Linked DNA regions of Sus scrofa: region 2 is linked to region 1. A link is a contact called in public promoter capture Hi-C data. All regions are on one chromosome and are shown on one strand. Each heading gives the region's core, a stretch centred on a gene start, on an enhancer-like site or on the middle of the called end of the contact. The rest is flanking DNA. Distances are from core to core; before and after follow the strand shown.

Region 1 (5,367 bases), core at 833-3,332:
GTGTCTCAGGGCCCCCAGGATCTCCCGCTCCTTCTAGGTCTGCGAGTGGAAGGAGCCAGAGGAGCTGAAACAGCTGCTGGACTTGGAGCTGCGCAGCGAGGGGGAGTCACAGGAGCAGATCCTAGAGCGGTGCCGGGCTGTGATCCGCTACAGCGTGAAGACCTGTGGGTCCTGGGTCCCGGAGGGAGGAGTGTCTGGGATTCATCCTCAGCTCCACCCTGAGCCCCCTGCCCGCTTCTCCAGGTCACCCTCGTTTCTTCAACCAGCTCTTCTCAGGGTTGGATCCCCATGCCCTAGCTGGGCGCATTGTCACCGAGAGCCTCAACACCAGCCAGTGAGCCATCCCTGGGCCCCCTCTCCCACCCCACAAAGGACTTGGGTCTGCAGGGGGCACACCTGGCATGGGGAGAGAATGGGGATTGCCCCCTCTCTTTGCTGCCAATCTCTGCTGGCAGAGTCTTCACCCTCGTACCCTTTGGGCTCCCTTTCTCCAGGCTTTCTTATACCTCCGGGCTCCCGTTGTTTCTCCTCCTTCCCTGGTTCTTTGTCCTCAGCCCAGTCCTCTCTTTGGACCCTCCCCTCGCTCCCTCTCTCCCCCACTCCTCTAAGAGTCCCTCCAGTTCTCATTATCCCCTCTCCTGGCAGGTACACGTATGAAATCGCCCCCGTGTTTGTACTCATGGAAGAAGAGGTGCTGAAGAAACTCCGGGCCCTGGTGGGCTGGAGCTCTGGGGATGGGGTCTTTTGCCCTGGTATGTGACCAGGAGGGGGGGTGCCTGTCTTTGGTCTTTTCAAGTGTTCCTCCTCTCCCGCTGTTCTCTGGCTCTCAGCTGGCAGCGAGGGGCACGTCCTCTTTGTTTCTTCTCCAGCTGGGCTCGGGCCAAACCTGAGAAAAGCTGTCCAATCCCCCGTATCCTGGTGTTTGCCCAACAGTCCGTGGGATCAGCACTTCAGTGACCTGATGGGGGGTGGGGGTGGATCCTGGGATCGGCCCAGGATAAGGAGGGGTAGTCCAGGGAATCTGCAGATCCCGCTTCTGGCTTGCTGGCTTGCCATTGGTCGAGCCCTTAGAACTCATGGCCTGAGAGCCAATCACTCTGCTTCTTTGATCAGTTCTGGGTGGAGAGGTCAGGAGAGCCGCACTCCAGTTCTGACCCACTGCCCCTCCCTCTCGCTACCACCTCTTCCCTGTGACAGGTGGCTCCATCTCCAACATGTATGCTATGAACCTGGCCCGCTATCAGCGCTACCCGGATTGCAAACAGAGGGGCCTCCGGGCACTGCCACCCCTGGCCCTCTTCACATCCAAGGAGGTGAGAAGTGGCACGAGCCTTCCCGGGGCTCCTAATTCTAACCTCCACCCAGCTGAGTCTGAGACCCGTCAGGTTCTCTGCCTGCCCAGACCTACCTCTGCTGAGGCCAGCCTGCCCCCCCCCCCCCCCCGGCAGATCTGCCTCCTTCTAACCAGGGGGATGGAGGAAACACTTCCATTCACCTTGGCTTCTGTCTGGGGGTAGTGGAGGGGCAGCCAGGAACGCTTTCTACTAAGAGTATGGTTCACAGCGGTGTCTGTATAACCTGGGAGCTTGTTAGAAATTCAGATTCTTGGAGCTCCCATCAGAAATCAGCAGAAATGAATCTGACTAGCATCCATGAGGACACAGGTTCAATCCCTGGCCTTGCCCAGTGGGTTAAGGATCCGGCGTTGCCGTGAGCTGTAGTGTAGGTCGCAGACACGGCTTGGATCTGGCATTGCTGTGGCTGTGGTGTAGGCCAGCTATAGCTCCAATTCGACCCCTAGCCTGGGAACCTCCCTATGCTGTGGATGCGGCCCTAAAAAGATGCACCCCCCCAAAAAAAAGAAAAAGAAATGCAGAGTCTCGGGTCCCAGCCCAGACCTACTGAATAGGAATCTGCATTTTAACCAGACCCACCGGGGATGCGAGAACATCGGAGAAGCCCTGGTGTCCAGGATCTCGTGTATTTCACCAGTCTCTCTCCACTCCTCCCCCGGCCCTCTGCCTTCCTCCACAGTGTCATTACTCCATCAAGAAGGGAGCTGCCTTTCTGGGACTTGGCACCGACAGTGTCCGAATAGTCCAGGCAGATGAGAGGTGAAGGTCCTTCTGTCTGCGTGGCTCAGACCCAGCCTGGCTTAGCGTGCCCTCCCGCTGCCAGAGGCTCTGGCCTGGGGCCCACACCCCAGTGGACTTCTCTCCCTAGTCTGTTCCCCCAGAATTGCTGCTTCATGCCTACCAGTGCCTGCTTAGAGTCTCCGCCCTGTCCCTGAGATCTGTTTACCCCTCTTAGGGAAAAATCAACATTGTGGCCTCTGCATTGCTAAGCTCACATTACCCTGCTCTCGACAGTTCTGCCGCCTAGTCTAGAGAGTCTGTTACTTCTCTACCTACTCAGTTTTCTTTTCCAGAGGGAAAATGATCCCTGAGGATCTGGAGCAGCAGATCAGACTGGCTGAGGCTGAGGTGAGTGAGTGAAGGGGGCTGGAGCAGTGGAGCAGGACAACCCCCCCCCACCCCCGCCCCAGTCCCTTTCTTAGAGGATTCTTTGGCCTGTCCCTACTCAAGGCATCCTTTCCCCACCCCCATCTCCACAGCTGTGTCCTCCCCCACCATGGGCTGCATTGATCCCTGGGGAGGCTGGGGAGCGAGGACACTACAGTCCGAGACCCATGGGCAGGATTGAGCTCGAGGCAGCTGCAGGACCAAGTCACTGAGTGGAGTCCCAAGGAGCACTGCCCGGAGGGTGTGGGGGACCCGAAGTGTAGCGCAGGTTTCTGGGAGCTGGGAGGGCCTGTGCAGGAAGATGTGCGGGCTTGGAGCGGTGGGAAGTGTGGAGGCTCCCGGATGGCCCTCCACCCCCCACCACCAACTGGGGGACCTGGAAACCGCTACAGCCATCCTAGAGGGCATTTGGGCACAATCTGTACAATTTTTTTTTTTTTTTTTTTAATGGCTGCACCCATGGCGTATGGAAGTTCTCAAGCTAGGAGTCGAGTTGGAGCTGCAACTGCCGGCCTCCACCACAGCTCCCGGCCTACACCACAGCCACAGCAACTCAGGATCCAAGCCGCATCTGTGACCTCTGCTGCAGCTCACAGCAATGCCAGATCCTTACTGCCGTGAGTGGGCCCAGGGATAGAACCAATATCCTTAAGGACACTATGTTGGGTTCTTAACCCACTGAGCCACAACGGGAACTCCTGAACAATTGTTAAATATAGTAGATTCCTTAGACTTTTCTAGATACAATGTCATGTAATTTGAAAACAGAGATAATATTGCCTTTTCTCTTTCCAATCTGGATGCCTCTTATTTTTTTTACCTCATTGCCCTACTAGAACCTCGGCACAGGGTTGAAAAGAAATGCAGAGACTGAACAAACATCTTGTCTTGTTCCTGATCTTGGGGGAGACGCTTTCCGTCTGTCACTCTTTTTTTTTTTTTTTTTTTTTTTTTTTGTCTTTTTGCCTTTTCTAGGGCCGCTTCTGCGGCACATGGAGATTCCCAGGTTAGGGGTCGAATCGGAGCTGTAGCCACCAGCCTACGCCAGAGCCACAGCAACGCGGGGTCCGAGCCGCATCTGCAGCCTACACCACAGCTCACCGCAACGCCGGATCCCCAACCCACTGAGCAAGGCCAGGGACCAAACCTGCAACCTCATGGTTCCTAGTGGGATTCATTAACCACTGCGCCACGACAGGACCTCCCGTCTGTCACTCTTGAGTGTGATGGTAGCTATGGAGTTTTTGTAGTTGCCCTTTATCCGGTTGAGGGATTTTTAGTTTTTGAAGTGTTTTTACCATGAAGGAGTATTGGATTTTGTCGAAAGTCTTCTGTGTCTATTGAGATGATCAATAGACCGCACTGAGATGTGGGTTTTTTCCCTTTATTCTGTTGGTAAGGTTGTATCACATTAATTGATATATATATTTTTTTGTCTTTTTGTCTTTTTGCCTTTTCTAGGCTGCTCCTGCGGCATATGGAGGTTCCCAGGCTAGGGGTGGAATCCGAGCTATAGCCACTGGCCTACGCCACAGCCACAGCAATGCCAGATCCAAGCTGAGTCTGTAACCTACACCACAGTTCACGGCAACGCCAGATCCCTAACCCACTGAGCAAGGCCAGGGATTGAACCCGCAACCTCATGGTTCCTAGTCAGATTCGTTAACCACTGAGCCATGACAGGAACTCCGACATTAATTGATTTTTGGATTGTTATACCAGCTTACACTCCTGGAACAAATCCCACTTTATCATGGCATATAATTCTTTTTATATATTGCTGCAAATTTGGTTTGCTAGTGTTTTGTAGATTTTTATGTCTGTATTTATTTATAAGATATGTATATATGTATATATATAACCATTGGGCTAAGATGGGAACTCCTTAGATATATTTTGTAGTTTTCTTGTGATGTTTTGTCTGGTTTTAGTATCAGGGTAATATGTACCTCATAGGATGAATATGGAAGTGTTTCTTCCTCTTCTTTTTTTTTCTTTTGGAAGTTTACGAAGAGCTGATATCAGTTCTCTTTTATATGTTTTGTAGAATTTATCAGTGAAGCCATCTGAGCCTGTGCTTTCTTCATTGTAATTATTATTATTATTATTATTATTATTATTATTATTTTGCCTTCTAGGGCTGCATCTGCAACATATAGAGGTTCCCAGGCTAGGGGTTGAATCAGAGCTGTAGCTGCTAGCCTACGCCACAGCCACAGCAATGCCAGATCCCCGGCCCACTGACCAAGGCCAGGGATGGAACCCACATCCTCATGGATACTAGTTGGATTCATTTCTGCTGTGCCACAACGGGAACTTCCCATAGTAGTTTTTTAAACACGAATTCAGTTTCTTCATAAACTTTTGTCCTATAAGGGCATTTTAAATAGTATTTTGATCATCCAGTAAGATATTAAACTTTTTTGAAAGAATATAAGCTTTGGGGAGTCCCCTGGTGGTCTAGTGGTTGGGACTCGGTGCTTTCACTGCTGCAGTGCAGGTTCAGTCCCTGGTCTGGGAACTGAGATCCCACATCAAGCTGCTGCATGCCTTGGCAAAAAAAAGCAAGCAAAAGGGAGGGAGGAATGAAGGAAGGAAGGAAGAAAAACAAAACAAAAAGAATATGAGCTTTGGAAATAGACCACCAGACAGTCCTCTGTTTAAATTCCATCTCTGGGGGGATGAATCAAGATGGCAGAGGAGTAAGACATGGCCCTCACCTTCTCCCACAAACACATCAAATTCCATCTCTGGGAGTTCCTATCATGGCTCAGTAGTTAACGAATCCGACTAGGAACCATGAGGTTGCAGGTTCGATCCCTGGCCTCGCTCAGTGGGTTATGGA
Region 2 (5,367 bases), core at 1,931-4,430, 100 kb before region 1:
AGCAGAGGAACTTCTCACTGCTTGCTTTTTTTTTTTGCTTTGTAGGGCTGCACTCGCAGCACATGGAGGTTCCTAGGCGAGGGGTCGAATCAGAACCACAGCTGCCAGGCTACACCACAGCCACAGCAATGCAGGATCCAAGCCGCATCTGTGAGCTACACCGCATCTCACAGCGATGCCAGATCCTGAACCCGCTGAGCGAGGGCAGGGATTGAACCCACAACCTCATGGTTCCTCGTCGGATTTGTTTCCGCTGTGCCACAACAGGAACTCCTCACTATATGCCCTTTCGTGCATTTTGAATTTTGAACCATGTGCACATTTTACCTGGTTTAAACAAGTTTAAATTATAAATGTTCTGCATTTTTATGAAACAAATACCAAACAGATTTCAAAGTCAATGAGAAAGAATTTGTGTCTGTTATGGTATGTTAGCCTCATGACTTCTCCACTGCTGTTAAATACAGAGGTCCTTATAAACATCTTTTTCATTGCCTCTGTAAACCCCCGGGAGCCTCCCTAGTGGTCAGAACTAACCAGCAAGTGCTACTTACCTGCCTAAGAAGGGATGACCCTCCCAAGAACCCTCTATCTGAGCCCCAGGGCACTAACCAGTCATCCCCAGGTAGTCGGTCAGCTCTTGGCCTGACAGGCTCTTTAAGGCCTCCAGCATCCAGACAACAGCAGATCTGCAACTTTCCACTAGCTGGGCCAAGTCAGACATGTCAGCTACCTGAAGGGACAAGAAAAGTGAGAGGAGACATACCAGGTCCAAGGCGATGTCCACCCCACCCCATGCCCAAAGCCAATGCAACCCTGAAGCTCTACCCGGGGCAGTCAAGCAACTCCAGACCCTAGGACCTGAACAGGTTTTTTTGATTCCAGATGGTACCTGACAGCCTTGGGCAAAGTCATAGACCACCACGGTGTAGAGGTGAAGTCCCTGAAAGTGCATCTGAACCAAAGCCTGCTGCTGCTTGGAGGAGTCCCCACAGACCTGAGGAAGGAAGGGGAGGGTTGGTTTGAGGGACAGGGAGCTCTGGGCTCAGAGTCCTGGATAGTGGATAACAGCCTAGGAAGGAGGACGTCAGGAAGGGCCACTGTGCTCTCAGCATGTACTAGGCTGCTGGCTGGCTGGCCAGGTAGAGTCCAGACAGCAGCTTACGGAGGCGGGAGCTGGGCTCCCAGATCTTATCAAAGATCAGAGCCTGACAGAAAGTCCACAGAGCCACCTTCCCACCCTACCTCCTGGTCCTTAACTCACACCATCCTGCAGCTGCCGGATGAGGGAACAGTAGCTTCCAAGAAAAGCAAAGAGGCTGAGTACAGCATCAGGTCCATAGCACCTCTTCGTGCCTCGCTCCAAGGCTGAGAGGAAGAACTGGCAGCTGTCACACAATGCTCGCAGCGGGGGTGACGGTGCCTCCATACAGTTCTTTAGGACAGCTGATGCCTTGATCAGAAGCTTGGCCACCGCCTGGGGTCCTCCCTCTCCAACCTGCAGCAGTTCGACTGCCAGCTGGCATAGCTGGAGGCTGGGGGCCAGACTGGTGTTCTTTAGGTAATCATGGGCCTTCTCCACTGCCCTGGTGGCCTTGGCATAGTGGTGGCTCCAGGAGAAGCGACGGCAGTGTTCCAGGGTGAGCTCCAAGAGACAGAGGGCCTTCTGGGAGGAAAGGGGACCAGGAGAGTCCCCTCCCTCACCCACCAAGGCTCTGACCACATGTCTGGAGAGCAGGTCATCTAGGAAATCCGCATCTGCTTCATTCAGACCATGTCCACTGGTATCAAATAACTGATGGGCAGCTACCACTCGACAGGCTGTTGGAGAAGCAAAGTGGGGAACTTCGCAAGGGGTGCTTTCATCCTCCAAGAGTACTAGAAAGCTCAAGGCCTTCAGCCGAGCTGAGAACGCCACTCGCGGCTCCACCAGGGCTTCTGCCCCCTTCCAAAGCAGAGAAAAGCTACCCCGAGCCACAGCTTCATAGTCCTGAGGAGCAGCTTGGCGAGAGCACTGCACCATGCAGGCATGGAGGGGCTGAGCAAGCCGGAGTGTGGCCTCTGGGATTCCCTGTGCGGCAACATTTCGCAGAAAGATGAAAAGAATTCGTTCCAGATAGAGGGGTGGGCGCTGGGGGGTAGACCTCAAGTAGCCATCGCAAGCCAGCTCTGCCAGCTCCAGCAGGCTCCCTAGGTGCTCAGGGCAAGCCAGCCTGACAGTCAGTTGCTGGTTGCAAGCCCTCAGGACAGCATCACAAGTCTGTCTCCTCTCCGCATCAGACCGACAGCTGGGAGAACCAACTGGAAGCTTGGACAGGAACTCCTAGGAGAAGAGGAAGATGTGAATGGGGCTACCAAAGGAGAAAAAGAATAGGGAAGGGAACTAGAAATGGGATTGCTCAGAAGAGGATCTCCTATTCATCCGTCTTTTCAAACCAGTTAAAAAACAAACAGCGCAGCTTGGGAAGCCAGGTGTATGTACCCACAGCCAGCCAGCACGCCCACCTTCAAGTCAGGCAGCAACTCTTCAGCCTCCTTTGGACTGCTTAGCAAAGTCCCAAAGTTGACTCCTTTGAAGCTCCTCATGGTGCCGAGGGGGCTAGGAGAAAGGAAACGGATTAAGGAAGGCTGAGAAGATTTGTAAAGGAGGTAAATGAAGGGCGGGAGAAGGGCTCGAAGGCCTCGGAAGGCGGCGGCGGGGCGGGCGGGGGCGCAAAGAATCCCCTCAGAAATCCTACCGGAAAAAAAGCCCATGCCAGGACTCCAGGCTCCCGTTATAAACCGACGCTTCCTCTCTTCCTTCCTCCTGGCCGGTCCCCAGCCTCACTACCCTTCCCACCAACCTACGGCCCACACCGGAGGCCTCCACCCAGCTCTTCAGCGCCCACCAGGACTTGCGGCGGGCTCCCGACCCTCCTGACGCCCGGCCTCTTCCTCAAGTCAGCGCTGGGACCCCACTCACCTCAGCGCATACACACGCTCATGAGGCCTTCAGGCCTTCGGGTCTCAGAGACCGTCCTCCTTCCCAGAAGCAGGACTTACCCACTACACAGAGAACTCGGTAAGGATCCAAAATGTACCCTTCGTTTTCCGCGCCAGCCCCTCCTTTCAAATATTCCCAGCGACCAATCAGCGAGAGCTGCGTAACGCCGGCGGGCCGCGCGGCACGCTGGGAGTTGTAGTTTACCCGCCGCGGTGCGTCGTCACGTGACGCCGGCTGGCGGTGTCCCAATGCCGTGGGAGTTAAGGCCTCTTGGGGGCGCGGGTTTTCTCTCTCTTTTTTTTTTTCGTTTTTTTTCCCCCTTCTGGTCAGCTGCTGGTTGCCCCTACGGTGAAGTCCAGCCCCTTCAGTGAAGGCCAGCGCCCCCGTCTCCTTCTCTTTCCCTTTATCTTCAGAGCTGGGAAAAAGTTTAAATTTCCAGAAGAGAGAAATAGGTTAGACAACAAAAAGAACTTAGTGGGGGGGTTACCTTGGTGGCTCAGGGGAAACGAATCTGGAATCTGACTAGCATCCATGAGGACGCAAGTTCCATCCCTGGCCTGGCTCAGTGGGTTAGGGATCCAGCGTTGCAGTGAACTGTTGTGTAGGTCGCAGACACTGCTGGAGTCTGGCAATGATGTGGCTGTGGCGTAGGCCAGCAGCTACAGCTCAGATTTGACCCCTAGCCTGGGAACTTCTGTATGCCTGGGTGCGGCCCTAAAAAGACAAAAAAAAAAAGAAAAAAAAAGAAAAAGAAAAAGAACTTACTTGGAAACTTGCGGTTTGGGTTACTAAGAAAAAAGGGTGTAGCCTTTCAAGGAATTCTGTTAAAATACAGTTTTCCGGGGGTACTGGCATGAGTACTGTGGCGACTAACAACTCTCTCTGCGGTCCAGCCTTGCTCCTCTCATCAGTTGAATTGTTTGAGCGAGGCAGAGGATCTTCTGGTTGGGGGTAGAGGGTAGAGGGGTGGGGTAGAAGATTGTGAGTGATGATGGGAAGAATTAGGAAAACTCACTCACTTGAATATTGCACAGTTTTTAATGCCTTATATTGGATGAGTACTCTTTTCCCGAACACACACATCAGTTGGCTCTGCATCTCTTCCCTTCCTCCACTAAACAATCAGTTCAAAACTCTGGGTCTTCCAATTAACTTTTTCCTGATGAACTCCATTGGATAACTCATCCTTCACTATTATTATTATCATTCATCATCTTTAGCCTCTTTTAGGAGCTGGAACTCTAGCAGGGAAGACTATTTAAAACAACCAGAAAAACAATGACAAAGAATTTCAGTGTTGGCGTTCCTGTCCTGGCTCAGCAGTTAATGAACCTGACAAGTATCCATGAGGACAGAGGTTCAATCCCTGGCCTCGCTTAGTGGGTTGAGGACCCAGCATTGCTGTGACTGTGGTGTAGGCTGGCAGCTACAGCTCCAATTTGACCCCTAGCCTGGGAACCTCCATATGCCTCAGGTGCAGTCCTAAAAAGACCAAAAAAAAAAAAAAAAAAAAAGAGAGAGAGAGAGAGATGATCATGTGTTTTTTTAAACTAATGTTGTTTTTATTTATTTGTTTATTTTTACATCCACACCTGCAGCATATGGAAGTTCCTGGGCTAGGGATTGAGTCAGTGCTGTAGCTGCCAGCCTACACCACAGCAGCAGCAACACCAGATTAAAGCTGAATCTGAAACCTACAGCACAGCTTGTGGCAACGCTGGATCTTTTTTTTTTTTTTTTTTTTTTTTTTTTGTCTTTTTGCTATTTCTTTGAGCCGCTCCTGCGGCATATGGAGGTTCCCAGGCTAGGGGTTGAATCAGAGCTGTAGCCACCTGCCTACACCAGAGCCACAGCAACGCGGGATCCGAGCCGCATCTGCAACCTACACCACAGCTCACGGCAACGCCGGATCGTTAACCCACTGAGCAAGGTCAGGGACCGAACCCTCAACCTCATGGTTCCTAGTCGGATTCGTTAACCACTGCGCCACAACGGGAACTCCGCAACGCTGGATCTTTAACCCACTGAGAGAGACCACATCCTCATGGCCACTTTCAGGTTCTTAACCCACTAAGCTACAGCAGGAACTCCCTCAGTTTATTTTTAATCTGTGAAATGGGATAGGACCATCAAGGCTCACTCTCTCCTAGAGGTTCTGCCAGCCTCAAATAGAGCAGCCCTGAAATTCTTTGAAGGCTCGAATAGTTCTTTGCAGCCATTAAAAAGCATGTCATATATGGGAATTCCCGCTGTGGCGCAGTGGTTAACGAATCCGACTAGGAACCATGAGGTTGCGGGTTCGGTCCCTGGCCTTGCTCAGTGGGTTAAGGATCTGGCTGTGGTGAGCTTAGGTGTAGGTTGCAGACGCGGCTCGGATTCCGCAT

The links. Promoter capture Hi-C pulls out the DNA fragments that hold promoters and counts their contacts.
Region 2: a promoter capture Hi-C map of liver shows a contact between it and region 1, with 2.6 times the contacts expected there. The contact joins the promoter of ESPL1 here to the enhancer-like site in region 1. A contact is called at or near these places in 1 of 5 promoter capture datasets (liver), 8 of 47 Hi-C or Micro-C datasets (blood, embryonic fibroblasts, liver and 4 more) and 1 of 2 datasets of contacts at active chromatin or transcription factors (alveolar macrophages).

The regions. Positions count from the first base shown.
Region 1 is chr5:18,383,711-18,389,077 of Sscrofa11.1, reverse strand. CSAD (cysteine sulfinic acid decarboxylase) reads left to right here. Exons shown (of 17, transcript XM_021091702.1): 5 at 38-164; 6 at 244-334; 7 at 646-752; 8 at 1,198-1,313; 9 at 2,035-2,114; 10 at 2,429-2,483. Among named protein-coding and RNA genes, the nearest start is that of ZNF740, 22 kb to the left of the region's middle. Within about 2 kb of position 2,082, at least 5 of the 83 cell types and tissues checked have an H3K27ac peak or open chromatin away from gene starts, as enhancers often do. A contact at or near this core is called in liver, where this site is marked.
Region 2 is chr5:18,484,782-18,490,148 of Sscrofa11.1, reverse strand. ESPL1 (separin) reads right to left here and starts at 3,180. Exons shown (of 32, transcript XM_013986230.2): 1 at 2,963-3,180; 2 at 2,506-2,599; 3 at 1,265-2,323; 4 at 893-997; 5 at 613-733. The coding sequence starts at 2,586.